Regions from separate parts of the Mus musculus genome. Here all the other regions are linked to region 3. Evidence: chromatin contacts called from public ChIA-PET and promoter capture Hi-C data. All regions are on one chromosome and are shown on one strand. The core of a region is the stretch at or near the end of the contact, and the rest is flanking DNA. Distances in the headings are between cores, read along the strand shown.

Region 1 (4,092 bases), core at 1,558-4,057, 380 kb before region 3:
TTAAAATGCCAGTTTATTCTCTGGGGGGAAAATCAAGATTTTATGTCCCTTTAAAGACAAAGACGTGGGTCAGCAAAATGGCTCAACGGGGAAAGGTGCTTGCTGACAAGCCTGATGACTTGAGTTCCAACCCTGGGACTCAAGTGGAAAAGGAGAGACATGGTTCCTGCAAGTTGTCTCCTGATCTGTGACACACACACACACACACACACACACACACACACACACACACACGCATGCACGCAAATTAAAGGAAAAAAAAGAAAATGTTAAAAAAAAAAAAAAAAAAGACAGTAGGTGGAAGAAGGATCAGAGGTTCAAGGTCATTCTAGGTTACATAGTGAGTTGAAGCCAGGCTAGGCTACATGAAAACCTGGTTCAAAATCAAAACAAAACAATACATAAATAAATAATAAAAGAGAGAAACTGGAACAAATATAGGAAGAATTTTTACATGTATGTGTATGTATGTATGTATGTATGGTATATGTGTGTACATATTACAGCACCGCGCACAGCATGTGTGTGAAGGTCAGAGGACTACTTGACTTGCGAGAGTCAGTTCTCAACTTCTACCGTGTGGGCTCCAGCGATTCAACTCAGACGACTACACTTGCACAGCAAATGTTTCTACCCACTGAGGCATTTCACTGGCCCAGGAGACTAACTCTGCTTAAAGTTATTTTTCTATTATTAAGTTTGAAGTGGTGAGAAGTACTTCATTCATTCTGCCTTCCATTATCGTTTGAGATTTTTTTTTTTTTTGTTTTTTTGAGACAGGGTTTCTCTGTATAGCCCTGGCTGTCCTGGAGCTCACTTTGTAGACCAGGCTGGCCTCGAACTCAGAAATCCGCCTGCCTCTGCCATCCCGAGTGCTGGGATTAAAGGCGTGTGCCACCATGCCCGGCCGAGAATTTTTTAAATGAAAAATAAAAATTAATTTTGATGATGGAAGGAAACGACTCTAATGGTGTTTTTGTACTCTTGTTTTTGTGTGTGTGTGTGTGTGTGTAAATGCTTTCTCCACATGCATGTATGCACACTGCATGCCTGGTGCCAGCAGAAGTCAGAAGAGGACTTTGGATTCTCTGGAACTAGAGTTATGGATGGCTGTGAGCTACCATATGGGTGCCTGGAATTGAACTTGGGCCCTCTGTAACAAGTGTTCTTAACGGCTGAGCTATCTCTCCAGGCACTAATGGTGTTTTTAAATTTGAATTTAGTTTTCGACAGGGTCTCACTGTGTAGCCTGGGTGGTCTGGAACTCTCTATGTAGACCAGATTGGCCTCAAACTCAGAGATCTGCTTGCGTCTGCCTCCTTAAAACTGGGATTGAGGGCATGTGCTATCACTCCTGGCTTACATGCAGTTTTCTTTTGTAATATATGTTAACATATGGCTGCTTAATATTTGTCAGAGAAACCGAAAAAAAAATTAAATAATACTAAATGTTGACAAATTTAATAGATTTAGTGATAGGACCTTAACTTACTTATTTCAATAAGTACTTCATTAATGAAAGTCAGAGTAAGATTTTTATATGGTAGTAATTTTGTTTGTTTGAGACAGGTTCTAGATAGTCCAACTTGGCCTTTTTTCTTTTTTTTTAGGTCTTCATGAGCTGAGCTACTCATGATCCTGAAACACATGATTCTCCTACTTCAATCTCTGAAGTTCTAGACCAGCCTGGTTTACAAAGTAAGTTCTAGGACAACAAGGGCTGTTACACAGAGAAACCCTGTCTTTTTTGTTGTTTTGAGTCAGGGTTTCTCTGTGTAGCCCTGGCTGTCCTGGAACTCACTCTGTAGACCAGGCTAGCCTTGAACTCAGAGATCCACCGGCTTCTGCCTCCCAAGTGCTGAGATCAAAGGCATGTACCACCACCTCCTCCTGAAAACCCTGTCTTAAAAAAACAAAAGCAACAAAAAAATTAGTATTATCTATTTTAAGCTCAGCATAATGGCTCATGTCTTTAATCACAGAACTTCCAAGGCAGAGGCCTCTGAGAGTTCAAGGTCAGCCTGGTCTACATAGTGAGTTCCAGGACGGCCAGAACGACATCATAAGACCCCGTCTTAACGTCCCTGCCCCCAAATAGTATTATCTATTTTATATAATACTGTGGTATTTTCAAATAGTATTATTTTACATAATATTATATGTGTACCTCCTGATATATATGGTATGTGGTAAAACCAGGGAAACTCCTTTAATAAGAGCATCTGGCCATTTCCTCTTCCACAACCCTATCGGTTTTTATATCCGTGTCTTCCTTCAGTTCACTTTCTGCTCTAAATTAAGAATATTTCACTTAAGGTAACTTTGTGCTTTCTCGGAGACGTGTGCAATTATAAGACATTTATGAGGGTTGCTCAGTGGGGACAGCCTGAGACCCTAGTCAGGATCCCAACCAGAGAACTGCGGCAAATGCCTAGCCTGCTTCCTTAGCGACTTCCCCCTTTCACTAGCTCCTGTGCGGTGCGTGGTCGCCGCTCCTGTCTTCGAGTGACCCCGAAATTGGCTTTTCTGGGTCAGTACCTACGGCCGACTTGGCCTCCACCACCTGAGTCCTTAACAAAGTTCTCCAGTCCAAGGAATGGGTAGTGCCTCTCCCCTAACCGTGAACACGTGCGTGAGACCCGCGGCCATAGGGGCGGAGTCCACAAGCGCTGGGGGCGGAGTCAGTGGGGGCGCGGTCAGTAGGGGGCGGAGGGGGCGGGGCTCGAGCTAACGGTCGGGGACTCCAGGCGGTTCGCCCACCGGGCTGTGGGAAGGCCTAGAGCGTGACCGGCGTCAGGTGGAACCCCGTGGGTCACCTAGCGGGCCCGGAAGTATCCGGTGAGCCGCGACCCAGACTGCCTGTTTCGGCATCCGGCCGGCGGCGCGGGACCGCGCTCCGGTTCTGAGAGCTGGTGCCTGAGCTGAGGGGAAACTCGCGCGGGGTCGCACGCGCCGACGTCCCCAAGGTTCTCCGCGGTGCGCGCGGCCCTCGGTCTGTCAGGTCCCTTCCAGTCAAGACTCACTCATTCGTGTCTCTTCTGCCCTGCCCGGTTGCTTCTTGTCAGGTTCTACCCTGCCTGTCCACTCCTGTCAGCTCCCTCCCAGCCCGTCCATTTCCTGTCAGGTTTCTCGCTGTCACGGTCCCAGGTTGTTAGTGTCCCAGGTCAGCGTGTCTCTCGAGGTCAGAGCCGTACTGTCAGGTTCCATTCCGGCAGATGGCTCCCATGGAGTTGCTTACCCTCCACATCCTCACCCTGTCAGGCTCCCCAGGACAAGAATGAATCCCGTAGGCAGGCAGGGGTGGTTGGTGCACTCCTTTAACCCCAGGCATGCAAGAGGGGAGGCAAAGGCAGGCAGATCGTGGAGTTCCAAATCAGCGAGTTCCAGGGCCGCCAGAGCAACACAGAGAATCCTTGTTTCGAAAAACAAAACAAACAAAATTCCAGAGACAGGCCTTTTTAGTTGTTTGTTTGTTTGTTGAAACAGGCTCTCCCTACGTAGCTCAGGTTAACCTTGAACTTGTGATTCACCTGCCTCTGCCTCCTGTGTTTGGATTACAAGCCAGCACCACTCCAAGCATCAGAGGAAATGGAGAAAAATGTTCTCTTTCTCCTCTCCCTGCTTACCTTTCTCTTCCTTTCTTTCTCCTTTCCTCCTTCCTTTTCATCTTCCCGGAATTGTCTGGTTCTTTCTTTCCTTTCAAATCCTTCCTCCATCCCTCCCTTCTCGAGACAGGGTCTCAGGTAGCCCAGGGTGGCTTCAAAAATTCACTATGTAGCTGAGGTTAGCCTTGAACTCTTGATTCTCCTACCTTCACTTTCCAAATGCTGAGATTGCAGGTATATGTCACCATATCTAGCTGGAAGAGAGGTTTTAAGGAGGAAGGGAGCCTGTCAGTTCTCAAGGATAGGGACAGGATATATCAGAAGCCTACATGCAGTATGTATGTATATCATATAGGATCCAGGAGGATAGAGTATGTAAAATATATATACATATATAATATGTTATATATATGTTAAAACATCTATATAAAATGAGTAAAACATATATAATACATATATTCCTACAGATTACTTTCCCTGACCTCAT
Region 2 (4,016 bases), core at 626-3,125, 480 kb before region 3:
CCCACCGCCCCTACCCATCATACTTCATCATCAGGACTGAGGTCAAAGGAGGTAATGTCCTCTTGGTCCTCCTAAAGGAAGAGTGGGCATAGAGAACACCATAAGAATATGCTGCCCTCCCCCAGGGCCTCTCACATCTGCCCAAGTCTGTCCTTACCTGCTCCAGGCTCCGAAGCAAAGCCCCTGAGGCCACATCCAGGATGTTAACTTTGGTACCACAGACACAGAAGAGGTAATGGCCAGTCTGGTCCAGCTAGGGACAAAAGGGGTCTCAGCCAAGGAACTACTCAGTACTCACTAAACCCCCCACCCCCGCTATGCCCCTGGGGATAGTTACCTGTGCTTTCCCACCCTTGTAGAAAGGTTCAATCTTTCGCTCAACAGCATAGCTGGGAAGAGAACAGGATGCTGAGTGATGGCCTAATGTCCTTGCCCCAGTGCCCCCAGACCACTGGGTGCTCTCCCAGAGATGAGACAAATGCTTGCCCTTGCTGAGCGCCCAGGCAGCAGCAGGAACCCGGGGGTGAAAACCAAGCATCTCCGTGGGAGGATGTTTCACATTATGGAGAGGCTGAGATGCATGCCCCAGTGGCTCTCATGGGGTCATCAGACAGGTTGAAGAGATGGGCCTGACTCAAGGTGAAGGAAGCCCAACAGCCCAGGCTTCAGCACTGAGGTCTTTTGGGGGCTCTCTACTAGTTGTGGGAGGCCAGGAATAGTAACATACTCTCAAAGTCTTGACCAGTAGGCCCAGCATGCCACCCCACTCCTCCAGCCTCAGTGTCATTTGGTTTCTCCCGACTAACAGTGACTTCTGGGATCTGACTAAAGCTGCCCTCTTTTCCACTCCCTCTACTGCTTTGGTCCAAGCCGATGAAATTTTCTGGGAGGTAATGGCGGTGGCCATTGCAGTCTCCTCAGTGAGTTTCTTACCAGCGCTTTCATCTCTGTTGTCTAATGACTTCTAAAACAACTGAGGGGTGTCTCTGCAGTGCCTAAACTTCCCCTTCTTTCACACCTCACATGCTTTTGTGACATTACCCTGCCTGGCCCAGAAGGACTTTTGCCTGCCTTCCTTTCTTTCTTTTCTTTTCTTTTTTGTTTGTTTGCTTTTTGAGACAGGGTTTCTCTGTGTAGCCCTGGCTGTCCTGGAACTCACTTTGTAGACCATGCTGGCCTCGAACTCAGAAATCCGCCTGCCTCTGCCTCCCGAGTGCTGGGATTTAAGGCGTGAGCCACCATGCCCAGCTTTGCCTATCTTTCTTAATAGTCAACACCACAGCGTCACTGCTCCTGGCCCAGGCACTATAACAGGTCATTTGCTTCTGCCCTCTATTTGGGCTGGGCTGGGCTTTCCAAATTCAAATGCTCTGCCCTCCAACCTCCTAAGTCCAGTCCGTGGAAGTCTGCCCATCAAAATAAAAGCAGCGTCGGAGACTCTGCAACCAGTTAACCCATCAACAGAGATGCTGTCAGCACCGAGGCTTTTCTTTGCAAGAGCTCCCTTGCCATAATCCATTCCACTCAGTGACAGATGGAAATTAGTTATCTGAAAACTGCACACTATGAATAAAGGCAGAGCCTCTTCCTATCTTAGCACTAAACAGCAGCTGTTCACAGGGGAACTGACTGAGCTCAGGACTCAGAGCCCCCGCTATCACAATGAACACCCCTCCTAAACTCCTGGCTCCCTTTTCCGGTTCCTCCCCATTTCCCTTCGGGTCCGCGCCTCCTCCGAGGACTTACTTGGCTTTGAAGCGGCACAATCCCGCCGCAGTCTCGGCCATGTCCCAGGGCAGCGCCTCCAAGTTCAGCAGCCTTTCTCCCCGCGTGAACCGGCCAGTGTGCTACTCTGTACTTCAAGGCACGCGGTGATGACGTCAGGAGCCGCAACTCCTTGACGCCATCAACATGCGCGCCGGGAGACCGGCTGCTGCCACTGGGAGTGGGAGCCGAAGGCATATCCAGTGTGGATGCTGGCAGCTGGCAGTAGAACGTCTTATTTACTGTTTTCATTTGGGTCTGTTTTCCTTTCCTTTCCTTTTTCCTTTCCTTTCCTTAACTGTCCTGTCCTTTTTTTTTTTTTCTTTTGGTTTTGTTAGACAAGATGTCTTTTACAACAACGGATTGGTGTCTCGGCGGTGCTTAAAGCTTCCCCTATCGCCGGGCGTGGTGGCGCACGCCTTTAATCTCAGCACTGGGGAGATCGAGGCCAGCCTGGTCTACAAAGTGAGCTCCAGGACAGCCAGGGCTATACAGAGAAACCCTGTCTCGAAAAACAAAAACAAAACAAAACAAAACAAAACAAAAAAAGCTTCCCCTATCACATGCTTCTGTAGATCTTGTCCAGGACTTTCGCCTCTGTGCCCCGCCCCCAACCCGATGTGTGTTTGTGTGTGTGTAACTGTCTGTCTGTCTCGCTCTCCTTTCCTCCTTCCCTCCCTCTCCCCCCACTCCCTTTTGTGTTTTTCGAGATACAGATTCTCTGAAGCACTGGTTGTCCTAGAACTCGTTCTATTGAAGATCTGCTTACTTCTACTTCGCGACTGCTGGATTTAAAGGCGTGTCCTTCCGGCTTGTTTTCTTTTCATTAAAAATTAATTTGTAGCCGGGCGTGGTGGCACACGCCTTTAATCCCAGCACTCGGGAGGCAGAGGGAGGCGGATTTCTGAATTCGAGGCCAGCCTGGTCTACAAAGTGAGTTCCAGGACAGCCAGGGCTATACAGAGAAACCCTGTCTCGAAAAACCAAAAAAATAAAAATAATAAATAATAAATAAAAAATAATAATAATTTGCAGGGCTGGAGAGATAGCTCAGTGGTTAAGAGCATTGGCTGCTCTTCCCGAGGTCCTGAGTTCAATTCCCAGCAACCACATGGTGACTGACAGCTGTTTATAATGTGATCTAATGTCCCTTTCTGGCATGCAGATGTATATGTAGATAGAGCACTTTATAAATAAATTTTAAAATTAACTTGCAGGCTGGAGAGGGCTCAGTGGTGAAGAGTGCTGACTGCTTCTCCAGAGATCCTGAGTTCAATTTCCAGGAAACACATGGTAACTCACAAACATACATAATGAGATCTAGTGCCCTCTTCTGTCCTGCAGTCGTACATGCAGGCAGAACACTGGTTACATAAATAAATCTTAAAAAGAAAATTAATTTACACTCAGTAAGCTGAGGTAGGTGGATCTCTGAATTCAGGGTCGGCCTTGTCTATAGCATAAGTTTCAGCACAGCCAAGGCTACACAGAAAAACCCTGTTTCGGGAAAAAAAATGATTAAGGAAGAGTCTGATTATGTATTCAGTTAGTTTTAGGCTGGTCTGGAATTGTGTGATAATCTAGACTGGCTTCAGGCTCAAGCTCTTTCTGTTTCAGCCTCTCTGATACCCTCAAGTTATCATTTAGTGTGTGTGTGTGTGTGTGTGTGTGTGTGTGTGTGTGTGTGTGTGTGTGCGCGCACGCGCGCGCGCCACACATCTGCCCACTCCACATAGTATATGTATAGACAGAGGACCTGGAAATAACTTCTTTCTTCCACTGTGTAGATCCCAGGGATTAAACTCAGATTATCAGGCTTGGCAGCAGTTACTCAGTGAGACATCTCAGACATCTCTCTAGGCCAGTTTGTGTGTGTGTGTATGTGTGTGTGTGTTTCTGAAAACAAGCAACATGGTCTTTTTTTTTTTTTTTTTTGGTTTTTCGAGACAGGGTTTCTGTGTGTGGCCCTGGAACTCACTCTGTAGACCAGACTGGCCTCGAACTCAGAAATTCGCCTGCCTCTGCCTCCCAAATGCCCGGCGCGCAACATGGTCTTTATTGGCCTGGTTGACTTGAAACAATCTAGCCCAGGCTGGCTTTGAACTCACAGAGATTCCCCCTGCCTCTGAATCATGAGTGCTGGAATTAAAGGCATGTGCTATTACCACCCTCCTTCCAGGCCTTTTTATCTTAACATGGATTTTTAAAGTGCTTTTGGCCTAGGCATGGTTGGAGATACCTTTAATCCCAGT
Region 3 (4,379 bases), core at 1,056-3,555:
CTCTTTTCTGCATCCCCAGAGCTGGAATTACAAACATACATAGAGCTTCTTATGTGTCTGGTAAGGCTCCAGCTCAGGGCCTCATGCTTGCATGGTGAGCACTTCACAGATTGAACCACCTGTCTTGCCAGCCCTAAAATGTCTCTTTCTGCCTCTGATCTGAGACAGTCACTGAGACTGAGATGGGCTCATTGGTCATTGTCAGAGGCTAGCCCACCCAAGGATGAAACTCTTAACTCTTGCTGTACCTCCTTGTCTGGTCCCATGGGCTATCCTGTGCAGCTTGAGCCTGGCTCTCCTACAGTATCCAATCCAGGAAGCCTGATTCCCGTTACACCTTAGGGCCCTTAAGCTCCATTTCCTTCTGAAAGCTCACCCTGGTTTGCATGTTCCCTATAGTTAAGGGCCTAGGTGCTGTGAGGTCCTTGCTAGGAAACTGGTGTAGCAGTGTGGGGTTCTGTGATGGAACAGGTGGGGTGGGGCCCAGGGAGGAGGACCTTGGTAGACAGGTGCCTCTGTTGACACAGCAGCTCTTAGTCAGGGTCCTGGGTTGGGCCTCTTAGTGTATGGGGCGGGGGGAACCTCACAGGTGTTGCTGGGCTCCCGACATCTCTATCATTGCTCCTGCTCTAACTCAGTGAGAGTGCCTTGAGGAAGAACAGAGTGGAGTGTGAGGCTTTTCCCGTTAGTAAGTGGCTCCCGGTCACAGGAGGCTCCTGATTTTGTTCCATCCTGGGCTAGATTACAGCTCAGAGTAAGGGCATTTCCCAGGACCCTTTCTTTCCCACAAAGCAGTAAACATCCAAAAGCTATGGTCACCTTCAGGATGACAGAGTGTGCTTCCCCAGGTGGGAGACCTTGAGCAAAGAGCGGGCAAAACCACCTGCAGGGAACAAGGCAAGTGAGTTTGCAGGCTGCTCCCAAATCCTGCAGTTGCAACAGGTGTAAATTTCCCCCCCAAGCTTCTGGATCCAATTGATATCAGACCCCTATTTCCCTGCATGGGGAGAAGTTCAAGTCCAGTCCCCCAGCAGAGGAGTTTCAAGTGAAGACAGGACAGTTGGGCTGGGTTTTTGTAGCTGAACTTCATGTCTTCAGGAGCCAGGTTGCTGCACTGTGAGTTGTGTGTCTCCCCTCTATGCTGCCTAGTGAGGGCACCCTCTACCTTCTTGGAGTGCTGTGTAAGACTGGCCCTCACTCTAGCAGGAATATCTACATCACTAACAGCCAAAGGCTGAAGGGTCCTTTTCCTGCCTAACTTCTCCCTTGTCATGCATGCTGTGGTGCCCTCAGACACCCTCCTGAGCAAAATAAATCATGGGGACTCTGCTTGCCCAGAAAGGAACTCACAGCCCCATGAGATAGAGGAAGAGGTGTTTTTTTGTTTTTATTCATGTCACTGGTTTACAGATCAAGAATAAAATCGGAGTGATAATCATTATTGAGCCCTGCGGTAAGACCAGGTGTAATATAACTCACTCTAGCTTCTACACAGCACAGGTACTAAGAAGACAGACACCTTTAGGGCTGATCCTCTTTTTTTTTTTTTTTTTTTTGTATTTTAAATTGGGTTGATGTTAAGCTGTGTAGTACTTGGGACCAGTGATTCTCTTCTATCTGCCTCCACAGTATTGGGATTACAAGGTTGCCTGGCTGATTCTGACGATGCAGAGCTTCAATCAGCTTCCAGATCAAAAGGCCAGGTGCACGTTAGCTATGGGAGTGTAATTTCAGAATCGCCTCCCTGTAGGCTGTCCGAGATCTGGTCAGCCTATGGTCTACACAGAGCCATTTCCATTCTTCCTGAAGGCAAATGGATTCTGGGGACCTGGGATAGTCTAGGTGGAGGTGATGTTTCTACAAGCCTTTTCAAAGGGACGGCCAGGCCGGGAGGCGTTTAAGGCGCGAGGGTTTCCCGCCTCCGTGCCTGAGAGCTCGGATGGAGCGCTAAGACTGGAAGATGCGCTCATGGAGAACAGGGACCAAGTCCCTCCCGGACGATGGTCCTGGAAAGAAGCCAGCAGATGCCACGGGTTCTCAAGTCCTTGGGCATCACACTAAACAGCCTCGGGCCAAGCTCTTCGGAGAACCGAGTCTGCTTCACTTTCAATCCGCCGCGCCGGATCAGGTCTCAATGGAAGGACCCAGAACGACACAAACCCGTAAGTCGTCCAGATAGTGATCAGGGCGAGGCCGGAGACGGAAGAGCTAGCGAGAGGAAATGCATCATTTCCGTTGCGCCGCTGGACCCACGTTTTGTAGTCGTGAAATTGGATGTGAAGTTCGGCTTCCGGTTTTGTGCGACGGAAGTGACGAAAGCGCGGTGCGCCTCAGCGTGCGAGTCGAGGTCGCTATGAACAGTGTCCTGTGCTCACGGGCTGCGGGGTGAGAGCCGTGAGGTGCCGGTGCGTGAGGGTGGGAGGTGGCCGTGGCTCCGGGACGCTTACTGCTGTCTCTCTTCCAGAGCGGTCCGGGCTCTGCGGCTCGTGGGCTGGGCTTCGCGAAGTTTGCATCCGCCGCCCCGTGGCCGGTCTCCAGCTCAGCCTGCAGACAGGGAAGAGGAGGACGACGACCCCAACCTCCCGATCCAATTTTCCGGCAGCAAAGCCACCCCGATCCGCTGGACCGTGGAGCATTCCCTGGGGAAGCCGCAGCAGCGGCCCTGGTGGAAAGTGCTGCCGCTCACCCTCACACTCGTGGCTCTGGTTGTATGGTGCTACCAGAGGGAGGAGAGCGGCATGGACCTGTGGTTGAGGCAGGTGTTGGAAGAGGAGGACGAGGAGGAGCCGGAAGGTCCTCCGGAGGAGCTTGAAGCTCCGGCCCTCTACGGGGCTAGAACGTAACAGGGTGCGTGCTGAGGAAGGGACTAGGCAGCCGTCCTTTCGTTGTTGAATTTGACGATTTCTGAACTGGTTCTGCGCATGTCCTCGTTGCTTAAAGGACTTGGATGGCGCTCTTGGCGCTGAGACACAAGAACACAGCACAAAGTTGGAGGCTTGAAATCTGATCTTTGCCGAACACCAATGCCCAGTGATTACGTCCATAGAACTTTTGAGGTTCCTAGAAAAGGTTTTGGGTGCACCTTATGCTCTTGAGTTATGATGTGTTCATACAGCCTAATCATGTTTCCAGCGTTCATCTGGTGGAGGTGTTACCTGCAGTTCATTCGCTTTCCGAGACAGACTAACTGCTGAAGTGTAATTACCTATATGTGTGCAACATCAGTTGAAGCTATTTTAAAAACTAACAAATGGAAAATACATTTGGTAAAGTCTAATGAACTCAATTTTCTCACCTCCCCTTTCATCATCAAGTAGGCTTTGGTTTTTTTGTTTTGAAACACAGTCCCCCTATTTAGCTCTGGCAGGCCTAGAACTGGCTATGTAAACCAGCCTTGCTGTAGACTTAGATATCAGCCTGCTTCCTGCTTCTGCTGCCATCTTTTTTTTTTTTTTTTTCTCTTCTGCTCTTCATTCCCACATGAGAACTTAAAAACTTGACAGAAGTGGTAGGGTATGCTTGTCATCTCAACACTTATGAAACTGAGGCAGGAGGATCCTAAGTTTGGGGTCTGCTTGGGCTACGTAGGGAGGGCCTGTCTCAAACAAAACAAAACATCAATAATATAGTGGGTTGGTTTTTTTTGTTTGTTTGTTTCTGTCTTTTTCACAGTGTTGTGATTGAACTCAGGAGTCTATTGTGCTATCCTACCAATGAGGTCTGTTTCCAGCTCACATAGAATTGCTTTTGCAAAAAAAAAAAAATGTTACATTTCATGCAGTGGGTTCTCAGTGCTGCCAGGCTGATAACTTATCTGAAGTGATGTGGGCATTTGAACTCGTGAGCAGAATAAGTGGGGACACTCACTACACCTCTGCTTTCTCGTTTTTTTTCTTTCCTTCCCCCTTTCTAATTTTTCAAGACAAGGTTTCTTTATGTAGCCCTGGCCATCCTGGAATTCTGGCTGTATCCCTGGCTGGCCTTGAACTCAGAGGCAGAGGCTGCGTCCGCCTCCTGAGTGGTGGGATCAAAGGCGAGCACCACCAGATCTGAGTTTCACATCTATTTTACGGATAGGAGAATAGGTGTGTTAGCTAAAGGGTTACTTAAATGTTTATTTTATTTATTTATTTATTTTTTGTGCTATGCTTTTCCAATTTCCCAAATAGACTGTAGCTTGTGTTTTTCCTATTGTTTTCAGCCCAATGAATTCTCTGGGTGAGTGCCCAGCAAATATCAGGTAGGGAGAGGGCCTGTAACTAACTATAAGCCAGCTGCATGTACAAGACAGTAGATAAACTGTTGGGCAGAAAGAAATGATTGAATAAAACATGTTCTTTTGAGGGAGGAGGAGTTAACGTAACTGACGCTTACAAAAT

What was found. Promoter capture Hi-C pulls out the DNA fragments that hold promoters and counts their contacts. ChIA-PET counts read pairs in DNA pulled down with a chosen protein or histone mark.
Region 1: a contact with region 3 is called in a promoter capture Hi-C map of embryonic stem cells. The contact joins the promoter of Meiob here to the promoter of BC003965 in region 3. A contact is called at or near these places in 2 of 39 promoter capture datasets (embryonic stem cells and hematopoietic stem and progenitor cells) and 3 of 115 datasets of contacts at active chromatin or transcription factors (bone marrow-derived macrophages, embryonic stem cells and memory CD8 T cells).
Region 2: a contact with region 3 is called in an RNA polymerase II ChIA-PET map of memory CD8 T cells, with 57 read pairs. The contact joins the promoter of Tbl3 here to the promoter of BC003965 in region 3. A contact is called at or near these places in 1 of 484 Hi-C or Micro-C datasets (CD4 T cells), 4 of 115 datasets of contacts at active chromatin or transcription factors (craniofacial prominence, fibro-adipogenic progenitors, memory CD8 T cells and 1 more) and 2 of 9 other capture datasets (adipose tissue and liver).

The regions. Positions count from the first base shown.
Region 1 is chr17:24,801,575-24,805,666 of GRCm38.p6, forward strand. Meiob (meiosis specific with OB domains) reads left to right here and starts at 2,808. Exons shown (of 14, transcript NM_029197.1): 1 at 2,808-2,838.
Region 2 is chr17:24,705,778-24,709,793 of GRCm38.p6, forward strand. It overlaps Tbl3 (transducin (beta)-like 3), which reads right to left and starts at 1,876. Exons shown (of 22, transcript NM_145396.4): 1 at 1,747-1,876; 2 at 338-389; 3 at 158-253; 4 at 24-71. The coding sequence starts at 1,787.
Region 3 is chr17:25,182,256-25,186,634 of GRCm38.p6, forward strand. It overlaps BC003965 (cDNA sequence BC003965), which reads left to right and starts at 2,306. Exons shown (of 2, transcript NM_183150.2): 1 at 2,306-2,385; 2 at 2,465-4,379. The coding sequence starts at 2,354. The coding sequence ends at 2,843.